Regions from separate parts of the Sus scrofa genome. Here region 1 is linked to region 2. Evidence: chromatin contacts called from public Hi-C data. All regions are on one chromosome and are shown on one strand. Each heading gives the region's core, a stretch centred on a gene start, on an enhancer-like site or on the middle of the called end of the contact. The rest is flanking DNA. Distances are from core to core; before and after follow the strand shown.

Region 1 (4,497 bases), core at 1,530-4,029, 340 kb before region 2:
ATGGCTATAATTCCTTGTGCTATATAGTATATCCTCATTGTTTATCTATTTTGTATGTAGTAGTTTGTTAATCCCAACCCCTAATTTGTCCCTCTCCTACTTCCCTCTCTCCTTTGGTAACAATGAGTTTGTTTTATTTCTTTTTCATATACATTCGTTTTTTAGTTATATGTCAACAAATTTGACAACCTAGAAGAAATGCACAACTTTCTAAAGACTTACAGCCCGCCAAAACTGAATCAAGTAGAAGTGGATCAACTGAACAAATTTATCACTAGAAATGAAAATGAATATGTAATAAAAACACTCCCAATAACAAAATTCCAAGACCAGGTGAATTCTACCAAACATACAAAGAAGACCTTATACCCTTCCTTCTTAAACTTTTCCAAAAGGTTGAAGAAGAAGGAACACTCCCAAAGACATTCTATGAAGCCACCATCACCCTAATACCAAAACCAGACAAAGATATTACAAAAAAGAAAATTATAGGCCAATATCTTTGACAAATGTAGACACAAAAAAATTCTCAACAAAATTTTAGCCAACTGAATCCAACATTCTTTTTTTTTTAAGATTCTACATATAAGTATAACATACAATAATTGTCCTCTGTCTGGCTTATTTCACTAAGTTTAATGTTCTCTAAGTCCATTCATGTTGCTGCAAATGGCAGAATCTCATTTTTTATAGCTGAATAACATTCCATTGTTCTATGCATCACATCTTCTTAATCCAGCTGTCTGCTGATGGACACTTGGTTTGGGTCTATATTTTGGCAATTGTAAACAGTGATGCTATGAACACTTGAGTGCAGGCATCTTTTTCAGTTAGAGATTTCATTTTTTCAAGATATATACCCAGGGGTGGAATTGCTGGATAATATGATAGAACTATTTTTAGTTTTTCAAGGAAACTCCATATGTTCTCCATAATGCCTGTACTAATTTACATTCTCACTAACACTATACAAGGGTTCCCTTTTCTCCACACCTTTTCCAGCATTTGTTACTTGTAGACTTTTTGATGATAGCCATTCTGACAGGTCTGAGGTGATATGTCATTGAGCATGTTATTTTAACTTGAGCATGGAGAGTTGTTACAGCAACATAGTCTTATAGTTACACAACCTGACCTAAACACCATCCCTCTATAGGATAGAAATATTGGGATACTTAACACTATGGCAAAAGTTACTATATGCCAACACAGTAGAAATGTGAGGCCACATCTATTACACAGTGGCATATGGATATGGATATATATCAATATTAATACAGACTTATGCCCCCCCCAAAAAAACCCCTCCTCACATCGACTGGATAATTTGAATTCATAAAACTCCATGCTCAAAATTTCAAAGAAACACACAGCTCCCCCATCAAAAAGTACTTGACCCATTTGTCAAAATCACTTGCAGAGTGCCACTTCTTTTCTAAAACCAAGTACATTAATCAAACACAGAGCTTCAAGAGGGCTTCGTTTTGAGTGACCCAATAGACAAATAAATGAGCTGCCATGGCTCCTTTGTAACTGAAGAGGGCCAGGCTGACCAAGTGGAGAGAAGACTAAATCAAAAATAGGACTGTTCAAACAAAAGCAGCGTTTGGGGGCCAGAATCAAACCAATAGAGCCATCCCACATACTCTCATCTCCAAGAATGAATATGAGCCAAGTGCATGTGTGTTTATTCACTAATAAGAAGATGCAAACATCCCACATCTGGTTGATTTCTTATGTGCTACAGCCATAAAAATGTCTGTGTCTGGAATACACATTTGAGCACTGTGCTCCAATGTGGCAGCTTATAAACCTGATTGCACAGCTTATACCTATGATCTACAAGAATGTTTCCCTTGGAAACAATGAATCTCTGGAAGGTTTTCCTCTTCATTGCCAGGACAAACTGCCTAAAGTTTCTCATTTAAGTGTGTGAAGAACTGTCCATTTTTAATTTGCAGGCTTCTAACAGGTCGTGACTCAGTGAGGGATGACGTCAGATGTTATCCTACCAGGGCTGGTGTGGTGTTCTCCACTCATTTAAACCATCCCCTCTGTTTCTAAGGCAGACAGTTCTCTCCAGTTTCCATCCTCTCGTCAGCTTCTTCCCAGCCAGCTACAGGCAAACAGCCTCCCCGGCCAGAGATGAAACAGGAAGTCTGACAGCTTGAGTCGGCAGTGGGACCCCTAGTGTTTTCCCACTCCAGGTCCTGGCAGCCTGCCCCACAAGTACAAACACACACACACACACACAGAGCTCCCATTGTTGCAGCCTTCTCCAGCCCACTGATCCTAATATGGAATGCAGCAGGAAACCCATGATTTCCTGACACTCGGCAAGCTGGAGGAAGCAAGGGAAAACTCCATTAAAAAGCCCGGCTTTCCTCCATGTTAGATGTGAATTGGGAAATGGGGAAGATTTAGCAAAATTCCACTGTGTCTTCAGCCAAGCTTGGAGAACAGGAGACCAGAGTGGAAACCCTCAGGCGGTTGAAATTTCTAGACGGCCAGGAAGCCACTAGAATTCGGTGAAAATGAGGGTTTCTTAGTTCTAACTGATGGGGAAAGCAGACAGATGCTTTTAATCATTCTCCCCCGTGTGTGTTACCTTTCTTGACCAGTATGGTGAGGGAGAGGGCATGTGCCAGACGCCTGGGACACGACCCCAGGTACCCAAAGTAAGACAGAGTGATCCTCAGCCTGCCGCTGGCTTCAAGGGCTTGAGGGGAAGCAGGAGAAGCCCCGGCGGCAGCAGCCTCGGCAGCTGGAGCGGCGAGAATGAACTGCCAGGAGGGAAAGGATAGGAGCTGCGGCTGCGGCCACGAGGAGAAGAAGATGCTCAAGTGTGTGGTGGTGGGGGATGGCGCCGTGGGGAAGACCTGTCTGCTGATGAGCTACGCCAATGACGCCTTCCCAGAGGAGTACGTGCCCACCGTGTTTGACCACTACGCAGGTAAGACAGTGGAAAACCTGCCCCTGCCTGTGGGGTACATGCTGCGGGAGGCGACACCCCAGCTTCAGAGGGGCCTGGCTTAGCTCTCGTGTCAGGACTGGGTGCGGGCCTGGCAGGAGCCAGGTAACGGGCATACGCTCCCACCACTGTCCTTGCTGGAACTGTGAGAACAATGTGTGTATCAACTTGATCGTAACACACTGCTCCCCCTTAACCAAATGAATAAGCTTGGGAAACTCCCTGAACTGCCCTGTAGGTTTTGGGGCCAGAGATTTTATTCAATTTTTGCCTGAAAATTCATCAACTTTTTTTCATGTGGACATTTTAAAATGTAGTGTAATTGTATCACAATTCTTTAAAAAAAAAAAAAAATCACCCCCTAACCACATAACTGGTTAAAAAAAAAAGTGTTCTTGTCACTTCTCATATACACACTGTATGCTGTTGATACATGAAATGCTGAGATTAATAACATTACAACATTCATTTTTCTATAACAATTGGTGCTGTCCTACTGTACTTTCATTTTCCTGTGGAGGTAGGTTGTAGGAAAAGTATTCAAAGATTTTAAATACCTATTAGGTAATCTGTTTCTTAAGTTAAAAGAGACATTTTTAATTAATTATTTTAAAAGTAAAAATAAAGAGAAAAATAAGATTTTTGGTCATTTCAAAGTATGTCCCCAAAGGATGAAACATGCCATAAAATACTTTAAGATCTGATAGTTAAGATACTGTGATCAATAATTTAATTCTTTCAGGTATATATATATATATATAGTTTTCTAAAGTTTATAGTGTGATAGCTTATTTAAATGTTTCCATTTTGACTTTCTTTTTTTCTTAGTCTCCAAAACAAATCTCACTAAATTTCTTAAAAGCAAATTCATAAAATGGTTCAAGTTTACAATAGCCTAGATCGTATAACTTTTTGGAATATGGTAATCCACTTGATCACTGTGAGATCAGCTTGAGTTACAGATTTGAGATTTTGCCAGAGGAAAAGGTCTCTTCCTCCCTTTGGCTTTGGGTCCAGAGCAGCAGAGGGGAAATGGCCCACAGGAAACCTGTGTGAGTGTTGACTTTGCTGTAGGGCCATTTGAGATCCTTTCTGTAGGAAGGAGCTTCTTTTCCAGAGTTAAACAATCACCTTTGTCTCCTCTTACGACAACATGTACATGACTGATGGCCCTATTACCCAGCAGACAGGGGGAGAACCACACTGAAAATAGTATCTACTTCACAGCAAGTTTTTCTATAGTTGGAGAAATTAAGAGCAAACTTGAACGCTGGCTTCCTTAAGTTTTTCTGAAAATATAAGACTATGCCCAGAGAAGAATATTTCAATGAGAACAGAATAAGGAGAAGTACAAATAGACTTTCACTTGGAGAAGGAAAAAAAAAACTAATCATAAAATCAGGTTTGCAACTTCAGAAAGTTATTAGGATACTTGACTTGTAAACATCTTTGCAAAAGTTATTTATTTTACAACTTCTTTTTTGCCAAAAATAGGGAAATGGCTCATCTAATTTCAAAAACATTTA
Region 2 (4,721 bases), core at 530-3,029:
GGGCTCTAGAATTGAAACCCTTATGGTACTTCAGGAATCTATACCAATGTATCACAACAAGGTGAAATTTATAATTTCTGAATTACCTAGGCATGATTTGTAGTGCCATGTGCTGCTAGCTACGATAACTACACCACACCACAAGAGGACAAGCTAGATTACCTTAAACAGAACACATAAAAGGCATAATTAAAATAATTTCAAACATCTTTTTGAATGAAGGCATCTGAAGTTAACAAAGCTTAATAAACAAAACTCATGAAATCATGTACCTAAGTTGAAATAAAAACATAAATCCACAGTCTACTTAGACAACCAAGTTGAGTTCCCTTGAAGTTCATCATCAAATATTAATTTTCATTCCATCAAACTAATGGAACTGAACAGTTCTTCTGGATTTTTTTTAACCTTCTCAAATTATTAACATGAAGGCTATTTCCTAAAAGTAACAAGCATTAAGCTCAGCTTCATTCACCAATTTAAACAGATGCCATCATTTCCATGGCATTGAGGCTCCCAGCAAGATTAATGGCAGACTTTAATAGAAATAATGCATATGGGGGAAATGCTAAAATGCAATTACTCACCTGTCATTCCAATTCATAAGATAAAGTGTTTTTTAACCTCTAAATAAGGGGATTTCTTCCTGAATGTATGAGAGTAAGTTACCTGGATTAGCTGGATTCTGACAAAGTAAAAATAACAAAAACATACACAAAAAACAAACAAAACCATGTGATGTTGAGGTTTGGAATTCTGAAATCTTGTTTGGTTCTCTTTTTTAAAAAAAGTTTTTTTAGCAATCTACCTAATTTACCCTTAAATAAAATGTAACACATAAAACGGAATTGCAAACCATGAATGACTATAAAAGAAGTGAGATCACTTTAAAATTTTCATAATGACTGCATCATCAAGAAGCTCCACATCACATTTGTATGTTGTAAATTTAGGGGCTGCTTTTCCAATCTGTTATGTGATTATTTAAATTTCATTTAACCCTCACAACACAAGATTTCTGTAAATCCTGTTCCTCCATCACTCTTTTTGTCTCTTCTTTATTCATCTCCCATCTCTAAAGATGATTTACCAGTAGCAAAAAAAAAAAAAAAAAAATCTTTAAACCATTTGCCCCTTATGACCGAGGCCCCAGACTCAACCCTACAGCTCTGCAGAACTGAACGTGCAGTAGCAGCGGGTCCGCGCAAAGCCCGGGGAAACAGGTTTTGCTCTGGACCCCGAAGCTTTATCATCCTCTAATCACCGGACACGGGGCATTTCCAAGACTCAGGATAATCCAAAGGGGCCACTGGGGTAGAGGAGAAAGACAGCGAAAGGGCTGGTCGGTAGGGATGCTCACTCCCTTTGCTCCCACCTCCCCGTCATCCCAAACAAACCTTGGAGAAGATAAGCTGCTAAAGAATCCTTCTCACTTCAACAATCCCCTTTTTCCCCCCGCCACCGTCAACAGATGAAGGGGACAGGAATGCGCCTCCAATGACTGAAGGTGGAGAAAAGGGGGCAGGGGCAAGAGAGGCATCACCAGCAGCGTCTGCAGGTAAATCAGACAAGTGGGGCCGGCGCTCCCGCTCCCGCTCCCGCACCTCACACACCGCACCCTCGCCGGTCGGGCCAGGCCTTCCCGAGGCCGGTGCCTGCAGGTCCCCGGAGGACCAGGAGGAGGAAGGGAGGCTGAAAGCAGCAGAGAGCTGCGGTGCAGGAGAGACCAAGTTACCTTGAAGCTTCTGGAGAAGAATCCGAAGATGACCTGTGGTTTCCGAGGGGCAGGAGACGGGGAAGAGGCCGAAGCGGGGGCGGCCGGCGGGGCCGGAGCAGCGGGGGGCGGTCCGGACGGCGCGGGGAGCCCGGGCGACGGCTCCGGGGCAGCGTCCCTCCGGTTCCGCGGCGGCGGCGGCGCCTCTAGGCCTCACGGCCGGACCTGAACCTCTGCGCTCCGGCGGCGGCGGCGGCGGCGGCGGCGGCCTCACGACCCTCCCCCGCGGACCCGTCCCATCAAATCGGCACCGACCCCGTTTCGACTCCGCCGGCGGCTCCGCGTTCACATTCCCGGCGGGCGGCGCCTCTGCTCGTTGCCCCGGACCTGGCGGCGGCGACGACAAGCGGAGGGGGCAGGGAGGGAGGAAGACGGGATCCGCAGCGGCCGCAGGAGGAGGAGGAAGGAAAAGGAGGAGGAGCCGCTGGAGCTGCAGCCGCCGCTGCCAGAGCCGCCGTTCGCCGCCCGCGGAGGGTCCCAGTCAATGCCCCTTTCTCTCTCCTATTGTCAATATCACCGGGCGGCCGAGTCCATGGCACACGCGCAGCCGAACCTTCTGGCCCGCAGAGCCCGCCCCCGGCGCCCGGTCACTGGATGCTTCAAACGGGAAGCGAAGCCTCATTGGTCGACTCCCGCCTTCACTCACCTGTCAGCACGTTGGGCTGAGAGGCGAGCAGGGATTGGCGGCTGGGGGGCGGAGACACGGGAGTGGGAAGAGAAGAGGCCGAAGATTGGCCAAGGCGAGAGGGACCCGGATGCAGCCGAGACCCTGCGGCCGTGCCGCTGCCGCTTCCGCCAGGCGTTTAGGACTGAGTTAGCTGATCCTCCAGGCCCGGGATCAGCTTGTTGAGCCCGGACGTGTGCGGCGGGCAGATCCATTCGGTGGGCTTCCGCGTAACGCGGAGCCTCCAGGCGACGATCGTCAACCCGAGGATCCAGGGGCAAGAGTCGGCTGAGGATGGGGACGCCCCTGGCCCATGATTTCGCCCCTTTCAGCAATGAGGCTAGCCTTTGGGCTCGAGTACCGCGCAGGACGGGCACCGGCGCCGCGCAGAGGAAAAGAAAGCTCCGCCCGCCCATGCGCTGCCGCTTGTGCATTGGGCCCTCGGCACGGCCTGATGCCCCCACCGTCGCTCTGCAAGGAACCTCGTCGGGCCTGGCACCGAAATCCGACCTCCCAGCACTCTGGGGTTGTCGCTTCGAATTCCTTCTTGCCTGGTCTCCTTTCCCTAAACTTCTACTTTGAGTACCAGCTCCTTGGAACTCCTGCGAGCCTTGCTCGGGGCCAGCAACGTGCAGCTTATGCTGGTGGGAAAGCTGATGCTACGACCTGCAGGCGTTTATGGAGATCCGCCGCTTCGCCCACGGCTGCACAGAGTTTAGGGACTCCAGCTCCAAACTGCAGGAGCTCGGCCGCTTCTAGTTGGCAAGTTGGATCCGAAAGAGTTTACGGAGACTTCACTTAACTCTAGCTAGAACAGGTGATAAAATATTTAGAAATGCGTTTGCATCCTTGGTGAGCCCAAGGCTAAATGGTGCGTTTACAAAGACTATTCTTGGGCTGTAGCTGTATTTAACTGCATGCAATGTACATCTTTTGGGGGGGGGGAGGGGTAGGGAGGAAGAAAAAAATTCTTAATGCTAAAAGCAAGTGTCAGGGTTCCAAATGTTCAAAACTTGGTAAATGAAAAAAAAAAAATTAGCGCGTAATCCTACAACCCAGGGATAAGCACTGTTAGTATCTTCCCTCCAGCATTTTTTTCTTTTAATATTGTATTTGCCATTCTGTAGACTAGTCTTTCCCCTTCGCATTATATCATGTTCTCTGTACAGTTAGGAAATAGAACTATGTATAAATAAAACTACCATATAAATGAGTGACAACAACAAAAAATGTGTTGTATTTGTTTGTGCTGTTTAACCCTCAGGTGTTACAAATTTCTATGCATACTCCCAGAAATGGATCTTGAAGGGAAAAATTTTTTGGCACCGTGAAAAAATTTTCAAATTCTGTGTTGAACTAAAATGGGAAACAAAAAGATGGTGCTCTTTGACGGAAACAGGCTTCCACTACTGACTTCACAGATAATTGGCCACTGTATAGACAGAGCTGGTGTTTGCTCTGAAAACTTCACCTCCCTGAGGCCTGATAAAACTGGCTAGAACAGCAGTCTTCTTCCGAACTTAGGAAACTTACATTTCCATGTTTCAATTTCCCATACCAGTCTTTGTGAAAAGTTCAGTGTCCCAACCATGCAGAACCTATTGCTCAATTTCTGATTAAGGGTAAATGCAGAATTTAAACCAAGGAAGATTTTAAAGCCAACTCAATTTTCCCTTGGCAACAACTGAACTGTCAAAGAGTAGTACATGTTTGAAACATTCACAGCTGTTGCTTAGAACATTTCACACTGTTGAGTGGGGATTTTGCTTGCAAATTATGAATTTCTGTAAAGACCATTCATTTCAAAACTCTCACTTTCTGTAAAATGGCTGAGTAACTGAAATGAATAGGTCTTCTTTAAATGGAAACATCTTTGCCCGTGTGAGAGATTGTTCCTTGGACCAATAGCTTCTTAAGGAGGTCCATGCATTCTAGGAGTATGTATATTCCAGGTAAAGTGCAAGACAGTCCATTTGGGATACAGAAGAAGAAAGCATGAGGACATCTATTTGTGCTTAGTTACAATTGAAAAAACATTTTATGTAATATTTCATATACATAATGAATGGCCCCGCACTCAGCCCATGGAATGCCCTCTCTGGCTAGGACAGTGTAGGAGATGGAAAAGTGTCCTCTAGGAACAGTGGGATTTACCATTTATAGGAGTTGGCAGTGGTGGTCCCACCCAGTCAGTCCCTGTCAACATGGACTAACTTATTGCAGTTTGATAGTTTCAGTTAAGTGGACTTACCAATTATATTATCTTGGTTTAATTAAATCTGT

The links. A called contact is a pair of places that touch in the nucleus more often than the background predicts.
Region 1: a contact with region 2 is called in a Hi-C map of skeletal muscle, with 5 times the contacts expected there. The contact joins the promoter of RHOJ here to the promoter of PPP2R5E in region 2. A contact is called at or near these places in 2 of 47 Hi-C or Micro-C datasets (heart right ventricle and skeletal muscle).

Annotation. Positions count from the first base shown.
Region 1 is chr1:194,842,149-194,846,645 of Sscrofa11.1, reverse strand. It overlaps RHOJ (ras homolog family member J), which reads left to right and starts at 2,779. Exons shown (of 5, transcript NM_001168417.1): 1 at 2,779-2,953. The coding sequence starts at 2,779.
Region 2 is chr1:194,502,593-194,507,313 of Sscrofa11.1, reverse strand. PPP2R5E (protein phosphatase 2 regulatory subunit B'epsilon) reads right to left here and starts at 1,779. Exons shown (of 14, transcript NM_001244062.1): 1 at 1,736-1,779.